Regions from separate parts of the Sus scrofa genome. Here region 1 is linked to region 2. Evidence: chromatin contacts called from public Hi-C data. All regions are on one chromosome and are shown on one strand. The core of a region is the stretch at or near the end of the contact, and the rest is flanking DNA. Distances in the headings are between cores, read along the strand shown. Region 1 holds the start of ALG11 (GDP-Man:Man(3)GlcNAc(2)-PP-Dol alpha-1,2-mannosyltransferase). Region 2 holds the start of NEK5 (serine/threonine-protein kinase Nek5).

Evidence for each region. Hi-C and Micro-C count contacts between places; a contact is called where the count stands out from the background.
Region 1: a Hi-C map of liver shows a contact between it and region 2, with 2.1 times the contacts expected there. The contact joins the promoter of ALG11 here to the promoter of NEK5 in region 2. A contact is called at or near these places in 3 of 47 Hi-C or Micro-C datasets (heart right ventricle, liver and undifferentiated spermatogonia).

The regions. Positions count from the first base shown.
Region 1 is chr11:15,874,242-15,878,593 of Sscrofa11.1, forward strand. ALG11 (GDP-Man:Man(3)GlcNAc(2)-PP-Dol alpha-1,2-mannosyltransferase) reads right to left here and starts at 2,211. Exons shown (of 5, transcript XM_005668385.3): 1 at 2,085-2,211. The coding sequence starts at 2,128.
Region 2 is chr11:15,796,995-15,801,875 of Sscrofa11.1, forward strand. It overlaps NEK5 (serine/threonine-protein kinase Nek5), which reads left to right and starts at 2,074. Exons shown (of 23, transcript XM_005668386.3): 1 at 2,074-4,434. It overlaps NEK3 (serine/threonine-protein kinase Nek3), which reads left to right. Exons shown (of 16, transcript XM_013980480.2): 15 at 43-169; 16 at 851-1,430. The coding sequence ends at 932.

The DNA of each region.
Region 1 (4,352 bases), core at 961-3,460, 77 kb after region 2:
ATTGGGAATAGTATCTGACCCTCAAAATGACAATATGTAACCCAAAGAAATCTATTTTCTGAATGGTCAATTAAATAGTTAAAAGTTTGGCAGAGTTCCCGTCGTGGCGCCATGGTTAACAAATCGGACTAGGCACCATGAGATTGTGGGTTCCATCCCAGGCCTCGCTCAGTGGGTTAAGGATCCGGCGTTGCCGTGAGCTGTGGTGTAGGTTGCAGACATGGCTCAGATCCCACATGGCTGTGGCTGTGGCATAGGCTGATGGCTACAGCCGTCATTCGACCCCTAGCCTGGGAACCTCCATATGCCGAGGGAGCGGCCCCAGAAAAGGCAAAAAAGACAAAAACAAACAAACAAAAAGTTTGGCAAGATCCTAAAGCATTTTTATGCTTTTGCTTCCCCTCAAGTAGAACAATTTGTTTTTCTTTTGACCGTGGTGTGCAGCAGCTTGATGTGGGATCTTAGTTCCTAGACCATGGATGGAACCCAGGCCACAGAGGTGAAATCGACAAGTCCTAATCATTAGGCCACCAGGGAATTCCCTAAGACGGTTTTTGAGGTAAGTGGAAGGGAATTTAGATTTTTCCAATTCTGCTCTGAGTTCTGCATCTGATCTGTTTACATGCCTTCCCTATATGCCTCTCAATTAGATGCCCCAAACCCACTACTGTTCTACTTCCTGCATGTAGACAGATTCACTCCCACAGTCACTGCTGCAAGGTTCTCTATTACTGCCAGGTCCACTGAAGCTCTGCAAAGGCAAGAACCCAGCCCTGTTCACCACCATATCCCAACTCTTAGCATCATACCTGGCCGGGGAGGGAGCCAGTAAATATTTGTTGACCGAATACAAATTTTATTACCTCCTCAGATGTCTCTTAAATTGTATTATTTGCTAAAGATACGGTTTTCTCATTGGGTTGGCTAATATAGGTGGTCCCTAACAGTTTTTTTTAATACACTGCCTACTCTTCATAAAGATTTGAGGGACCTTATAAGACATAAAAGCAATAAAATGCTGAAACAAATAGTGAAAGGTCAAGACTAGGGAAAGTATGTTGAAGGATGAAGAGGGGAAGGGGGTGGAGGGTACAGATATGCAGGTTCCAAATTTGTACATACAGTGAACAGTAGACTGGGTTAGGGCTGCTTAGTGACCAAAGCAAATATATTTTGTGTAGTTACATAGTTTTCATTGTCCATGTAGAAAACATGCAAACTCTAGAGAGGAATAAATATTTTACTGATATTTAGTTTTGAAATAAACTTCTTTCTCACATGGGATTTCCTATTGTGAACCGTACATTACTTGATCATTTGACCTCAGGATACCTTTATACTCTCAAAAAACACTAAGAATCCCATACTGTTTTTGCTTACCTCAGGTTTCTCAGTGGCTAATCAAGAAGAGGATTCAACACAAACTTATTTTTTCTTTTTACCGCTGCTCTTGCAGCATATGGAAGTTCCCGGGCCAGGGGTCAACCGGAGCTGGAGGCCGGATCCCTAACCGAGGTCAGGGATGGAACCCACCTCCTCACAGAGACAACATCGGGTCCTTAATCCTCTGAGCCACAACTGGGAACTCTTCACCTTAAGCTTGATATTTAAATGACATATATTAACAACGACAGTTTTGGTGAGTGAAATAGGAGAGACTGGACACGAGAAGGAAGATCTGGTTTCTTCTTTACCAAAACCAGCACGATTGATTGGAAAACGACTCGTGGCTCAATCATAAAGGAAAATGAGGAATGCATACGAATAATTTAGGACGGACTAACGGGAGGGTGGATAAGGGAAAGAAAACGCTGAAGCAGGAGTGGTGGTGGTGGAGGGAGGGAATCGAGCCCTCAGCCAGCAGTGGGGCAATAAAAGAAAGCGCGGTAAATTGAGCTTTCAACCCAGCCTGCTCGAGTCTATCCACAACACCACAAAAGAAGAGGAAACGTTCGCTGGCCTTGAGAAAACAGCCTAGATTCGTGACAAGAAAAACTCTTCCCCGAAAACTTGAGTTGCACCAAAAGGACAAATACCAGTAAGATACAGAAAACGCCTGTGAGCGCAAACCAGCAGCTCCTCACCTGAATAACTCGTATAAGCACCAACCCCTTTCGGCGGCCGCCATCTTCCACCGACCCCCGAACTCCGGAAGCGTTTCTTCGTTCCTCTTCTCTATTGGCTCCTGAGGAAGCTTGCGGTGCTCCCCCGCCCGCACGGGGCCGATCGTGCGTTTCAATTGGTTGCTGGTAGTAGCTTCCCACGGCCTTTCAGCCAGTAGAATCTCCCGGGGAGTGGACAAGTTTTCGGCGTGGCTCACACCAGGCCCCGCCCCTTAGGCGGAGCCACAGGGAGAGTTGTGCATGGGGAGGGCGTGGCCTGTGATGGACAGCCAGCACTCCCGCCCCCGGCCCCCTCCCCCACTGGAGGCCCCCGTTCGGGCGCCCCCGCCCCCAGTTCAGATCCCGCCGCCAGTTGGAAACCAATGGGAGGCTCTTCCGCTTCTCAGATCGATTTTCCAGGTGCGGAGTCCACTCCCGCAGCTGCTCGGCGTTTCGGACCCGCTGCGCCCAGGAGTCAGGGGAGAGCCCGAGAAGGAGCTGCGCAAAGCCGACCCTGCACCGGCCCTCGCCACGCCGCACCTTCCCCGCCGGTGGTGGGGGAACCTTGGGATCTGCATCTCTGGCTCGGGTCTACGCAGTTCGCCCTTTCTTTCCTCTACGGCACACGCCAGAGGCTGAAGACCGAGGCCGGAGCGCATCGGGCGGAGAGGTAGCGGAGCCCTGGGACAGGGGATGGGCCACCCGGCCGTGGTCCCGGCTCTGCCGAGGACACTTGGACACAGGCAGGCCCGGGTGTGGGTGAGGGTCCCCGGGCAACCCTCCGCTCTAGTGCTCATCCCTGCCGCCCCTCAGGGCCAGGGATGCGGTGGCGCGCAACTTTGAATCAGCCGGTGGGGTTAGGGCTGCTGATTGCCGGTCCGAAATACAGGAGTCGGTTCGGTTTAGATCCAAATCACGAGGGTGCCATCCTCGCCGCGCTCCTCTTCCCCCTGGGTTTTAACACCGCACCTTTCCTCCCCTGACCAGGTGACCTTGGGCTCTGGGCCGCGTCACAGAAGACATTAAATTAGTTCCTCCAGGAGATGAAGCCTGAGCGGGAGAGCCAAATTACAGATCGAGAAGAGGCCAGTCAGAGAGTGAGTTTCTTTCTCCGGGCGTTGTGCGCGCACACCTGCCTGGCCTAGGGGACCGTCCACGCCCACCTGCGGTCCTTTCGCCGCTCCTGGGTGTGCGTGGGGAAGGCTGGGCGCGTGGTTTGTTAGAACACCATTTAGGAAGGGCATACCATTAACTGCTTTTTAGGAACAGCGTAAAACACTTTTCTGTTCGTCTGCTGTTAAGGACTTTGGTGCTGGAGAGGTAAAGTGAGGGTTGGGCTGCTGTGTAAGATATCTAATTGCTCAATACAATTAAATTAGTTACCCTGAAGAGTTATTCAGAGTTGGTGTATAGACCCCTTTATGGTCTTTCCAGGTCCAGCAACAGTGTTTTGGGGTTTTTTTTAAGAACTTTTTTTTTTTTTTTGTCTTTTGTCTTTTGAAGGCCGCACCTGTGGCATATGGAGGTTCCCAGGCTAGGGGTCGAATTGGAGATGCAGCTGCCAGCCTACACCACAGCCACACCACCGCCAGATCCTGAACCCACTGAGCGAAACCAGGGATCCAACACGCAGCCTCATGGTTCCTAGGGAACTCCAAGATCTATTTTAAATTCATTTAAATTATGCAAGATGCACATTAGCAGGAGAAGCAGATCCATTTTACAGTCTTTTTCTGTTCATGTACTTCTGTCTTCATTCAACTTAACATTTTGAGGCACGGATTTGAAAAGCAGTATATGCAGTGGTGGTAACACATCTCTTATGTTAATGCGTTTTTATGTCTCCAGGAAAATCTTTAGGTTATTGTGTGTGTGGTTTTAGAATATTCGTTTTACATAAATGAGATCACATGGTGTGTATTTTCCAACCTTTCCCCCCCCCAACCCAACAATGTATTTTGGAGATTGTTTCACATTGGTGGATAAGTATCTGTCTTGCTTAGTTTCAGCTCTGCACAGTATGGATGAACCGCAGTGTGTTTGTTCTTTTCCTGTGGGTGGACATTCTGGTTGCTTCTATTTTTTTCCCCCCTGCAAGCGGTGCTGTAGTGGACATCTCTGCACATGACCTTTGAGTATTTCTCTAGGTTAGAAGCCTAGGCCAGGGTTGTGAAGAGTAGGGTGCTTTTCTACAGATTTCTGAAATTAATTAGACAATTATGGGGGTGCCCCTTTGGGGTGAAGTTCAGC
Region 2 (4,881 bases), core at 824-3,323:
ACTGCTCAACGTGGCATAATTTCTGTCAATATTCCTCTGAAGGTGGAGAGGGGTTCTTTAAAGGCCCCCTGTCTGAGGAGACAGAAGCATCAGACGATGTTGATGGAGGTCACGATTCTGTCATCTTGGATCCAGAGAGACTTGAACCTGGGCTGGATGAGGAGGACACGTATGTGTGATATACCCATAGCTGCCGTGCACGCACATATTTAAATTGTACCTTATTTGTTTCTGGTTTAGGAGAAGCTGGTTATATTACTTTATATCATACACGAATATTTATACCTTGATCTTTTGTCTGGCATGGGTGATATGTTATTATAGAATTCTTGGCTGAGCTGTGTGTTTGTAATTGTTCAGCCTGAAATTTTTTTTTTTTTTTTCTTTTTAGGGCTGCACATGCAGCATATGAAAGTTTAGGCTAAAGTTTGAATCGGAGTTATAGTTGCTGGTCTACACTATAGCCACAGCCACAGCAACACCAGATCCAAGCCACATCCACGACCTGTTCTGCAGCTTGTGGCAATGCCGGGTCCTTAACTCACTGAGTGAGGCCAAGGATCAAACCTGCATCCTCATGGATGCTAGTCGGGTTCTTAACCCACTGAGCTGCAATGGAAACTCTTTTTTTTTTTTTAATACATTGGATTTTATATTGAAAAAGTTACAGAGACAATGAAAGGAAGTGATCTTTTGGAAGGCTAACCAATTTTTTCTCTATACAGTTGCCTTAGGGAGGTCATTTTTCAAAAATATAAGTATTGTTGTGGTGGTGTTCTGCTGTGAACCCACTGACAAATATTTACGGTGCTCCTTCAATGGAAGCTTAATATCTAAATTGTTTTTGCAGGGACTTTGAGGAAGACGACAGTCCGGACTGGGTATCGGCGCTGAAACAGCGAGCTGGCTGGCAAGGAGCGTGTGATGGATAACGCCCAGTGGAGTGTTCCTTAGTCACAGTGAGGGCATGTTTAACATGAGGAATTGATGGTTGGATAATAATTAGCTCATGGGATGTATATTTTCCTTTGGAAACAGGATGAAGAGGGAAACTGAATATTTAAAATTGTTTTGGTTAGTATGATAAGGTATAAAAAAAAAATCTAGAACTCCTATGAGTGTTTGAATTCAAAAGAGAAGGCATGAGCGGAATGGATCTGGGGTTTGGCCTTTGCAGTCAGAAATAGAAATTGAATGTGACCACTTACTGCTTGTCTGATGGTGGGAACTTATTTAACCTCTTTGAGCCTGAAATTCCTCAACCACAAAACGAGGCTAAGAATGCCTGCCTCATAGGGTTGCTGGCCTTGGTCCATTACAGCCGCCCGTAATGTTGTTATTTGCGTTGTTATGCTTTGTGCTTATTACTTTGTAGCTCTTTTTACATCTACTAGAGTTTTGAGCATCTAAATATATTAATTATAACGTAATAATGTGTGTGGTTTTTCAATAAGACCCATTTCTGGGTGACGATCCATGATGTTCAGCAGCTGCCAGCTGTCCTTAAATACAAAGGGATGTACAAAAGAGCCCGATTGGAGGCTCAGCCATGGGAAGAGTGGCACGAGCTACAGATCTTACCAGCAATTGGCGGTCCTGTAGACAAAAACGGAGAGGGACCAAAGGTGGGGAGTTCCTTCAGGAAGTAGCCGACACTGGTGTGGAACTAATGGGGGGGCAGGATCCCAACATGGATGGGTCACCGTGCCACACAAGTGCTGGGGCCTGTCCTTTAATGCCATGCTGCTTTAGTGACAGGAGAATGTTTTACTAAAGAAACAGGCTCTTCCCAGGGGATCCCCCAGGAGCAAGGGTGGGAGCAGCATAAGCCTGGCCTGGTATAGGGAACAGTGCTCTAGGAAGCAAGAGGGGGAAATAGTTGTAAAACCACAGTAGGATCATGAATAAGCATCTGCTGAAATGTGGAGTACATACTTTTTTTTTGCTTTTTAGGGCCACACCTGTGGCATATGGAAGACGGTCCCAGGCTAGGGGCTGAATCGGAGCTGCACCTGCCGGTCTCCGCCACAGCCACAGCAATGTCAGATCCGAGCTACGCCTGTAACTTACACTGCAGCTCTCAGCAATGCCGGATCCTTAACCCCTTAGCAAGGCCAGGGATCAAAACCACATCCTCATGGATACCAGTTGGGTTTGTAATCCGCTGAGCCACACTGAGAATTCCCCTTACCTCTTTTAAAGAGTTAAACAGGTTTTTTTTAAAATCTTAATGTACAAAAACTACACTGTAGCCCTCACCCACCCCACCCCTGTTTATACTCAGACGGTTAGTCATCCTTAGTCCCTTTGGGTTTCTGACAGTCTCTCCATCTTCCCTTATTTGTCAGGACCCTGACATTTTTGAGGAGTACTGGTTAGGTGTTTGTAAGACTGTCCCTTAAGGGGGCTTGTCTGATGCTTTTCTCATGATGGGACTGCTTGTGCGTGTTTGCGGGAAGAGCACACCCTGTCGGGGAGTGCGCCGGCTCCACGTGATGTTCCTGCGGTCGTTGACCATGATCCCTTGGCTAAAGCAGCGTCTGCCAGAGTTCCACTGTTAAGTTGCTAGTTTTCCATTTCCATGTTCTGGTCAGTCACAGTGAGTCACTAAATCTAGCCGATGCTCAGGTGGAGAGGAATTTAGTTCTACCTCTTGAGGGGGATTATCTGATAATACTAAGTCATTTGTTTTGTTGCTTGACTTGTTCCAGCTTTGGCCATGAGGAGTTGTTTTAGGCCGGCTCCTATATCCCTTTGACATGCTTTCATCTTTTTGTGTTTTGAGCCCCTCTTTTCTTTCGGGCACTGCAAGAAGAAGGTCCAGCCTCAGGATCAGCCGTTTCTCAAAGGAGCCCTGGTTCCTTTAATCAGTTTAGAAACCAGGATCTAGGTGCTGCGTGTGATGGTCGTTACTGGGATGTCACTGCTTCGAGGTCCTCTCAGCAGACAGCGAGGAAATATCTGTATGTATTCCGTCCTGTGTGTCTATATATTTATAGGCAACCTCTGCATCTCTCCCTCTGCATGCGTCTTAAGCTAAGTATGGGTTCGTTCATATTGATGTCTTGGGCTCTGTCCAGTACCTCGGGGTTCATTCCAAACCGCCCCCTCCACACACACAACCTCTTGCTTTTCTGTAGCTTCTCTCTTTTCTGTTTTCTGTTTTCCTTTTTTATGGCCAAACCTGCGGCATATGGAAGTTCCCATGCTAGGGTTTGAATCAGAGCTGCAACTGCAGGCCTGTGCCACAGCCACAGCCACACCAGATCCAAGCCGCATCTGTGAACTGTGCTTTGATCTCAAAGGGGTGGAATAGCATTTCTAAAAGACTACATTCTGGGTTATAATCCTTAGGTTAGCTCAAATAAAATTTTCCATTTCTTTCTCAGATTGATTCTTGATTAATTTTTCATGGACAGAATCAATGTTGAACTTCATCTATTCTAGCAAAAAGTTAGCATTCATCTGTGGATACGAATTGAGCTAATTTCTAGGAGGAAGAGGAAAACCCATTCAGGTCTTTAAAAGATGAATTTCCAATACAGTTTTACTTTTTATATTAATAAATATCAACTTGTGGTTTATTTTGATCAATTGTGTACTACTAGTAATTTTAATGAATTTTTAAAAGCCTATTATTAGGAAATAGACATTAACTTCCATTTATACGATAGGCGATCGATAAGATTTTGAGTCCTGGAAAACGTTATGAATGGAAATATGAGTTCAATGAGAGAGAGGAATAATAATGTAAACTTTCTGATTCTTAAAGAAGAGCACTTTTTAAAAAAAATAGATGATGGTGGGTTTCAAATTGCTGTAGCATTTAGATTCCGTTGAATATGTTTTACTTGTGTCAGTATTTATAATTGCTGGAAATTACATCCTTTCAACTACTTAAACATGTAATGAAACGTTTCAGACAGCAGCTCAGTGTGCAATGGGAATGAGACATGGGTGGGGGCGTGTCGGGGAGATGGTGAGAGCGTGTTTGCTTGCAGACCACTGGGCACAGCCAGTTTCCTAAGAGGTCCCCATAGGATGTCCCCCGCTGTGGCCAAAACAATAGGGCTCTGTTCCAGTCTCTTGAAAGTATTTGAGACCTTGCAGGAGAAACTGGTCCTGTCTCATTTGTAAAACTGGGAAACTGCTACCTTGCTCAGTAGTTGCAAAGAATAGTGATAATGTATGCAAAGCATCTAGTTCACCTTAAACAAGAAAGAGAAGCGATAAGGCTTGTTGAGTATTAGCAGAAGGGTTCCGAGGTATCGCGGCTAGGTCTCCAAACTCCCCGTCCCCCAACCTTCTTCCGGGTGGACCGGCCCTGTGCCCCGCCCGCTGTCCCTCGCGCGGCTCCGCCCCCGGCCGCTCTGAGGCGCGGCGGCCAAGGGAGCCCGGATCCACCCGGGAAGCTTCTCTTGCCCGGCGGAGCAGGTATGCTGCGTTATTCAGAACCCCGATTGCCCCCAGGGCTCTGGGAGCCAGGGGCCGGGGAGGGGGAAGGGTGAGCCCCCTCGGGAGAAGGAGCGGGCTGCTGGGGAGCGGTCTCAGGTCCCGGGCCGCGTCAGTCTCCATGGCAACGCGCAGCGCACCCGGCGCATGGCCTGTGCGCGAGTTCTGCTGCCCTCCCGCCGGCAGCCTCCCGGAGTGTTCCTAAGGGAGAAGGATTTTTCCCAAAGTCTGGGAGCTTCCATTCGCTGGTCCCTCCTGAGCGGGAGCTTCGCTCTGTTCCCGCGATGGGGCCCTAGCGTTCCGATTCCGCAACCGCCTGCCTCAAAACCCAGTCCTCCGGTGTCCCCAGTCTTCCCAGGCTGCAGAGCTGGTTCCCAGCCCCATGTAACCTAATCGTCCCTTCTTCCTACATTGACCAAATTACTTAAA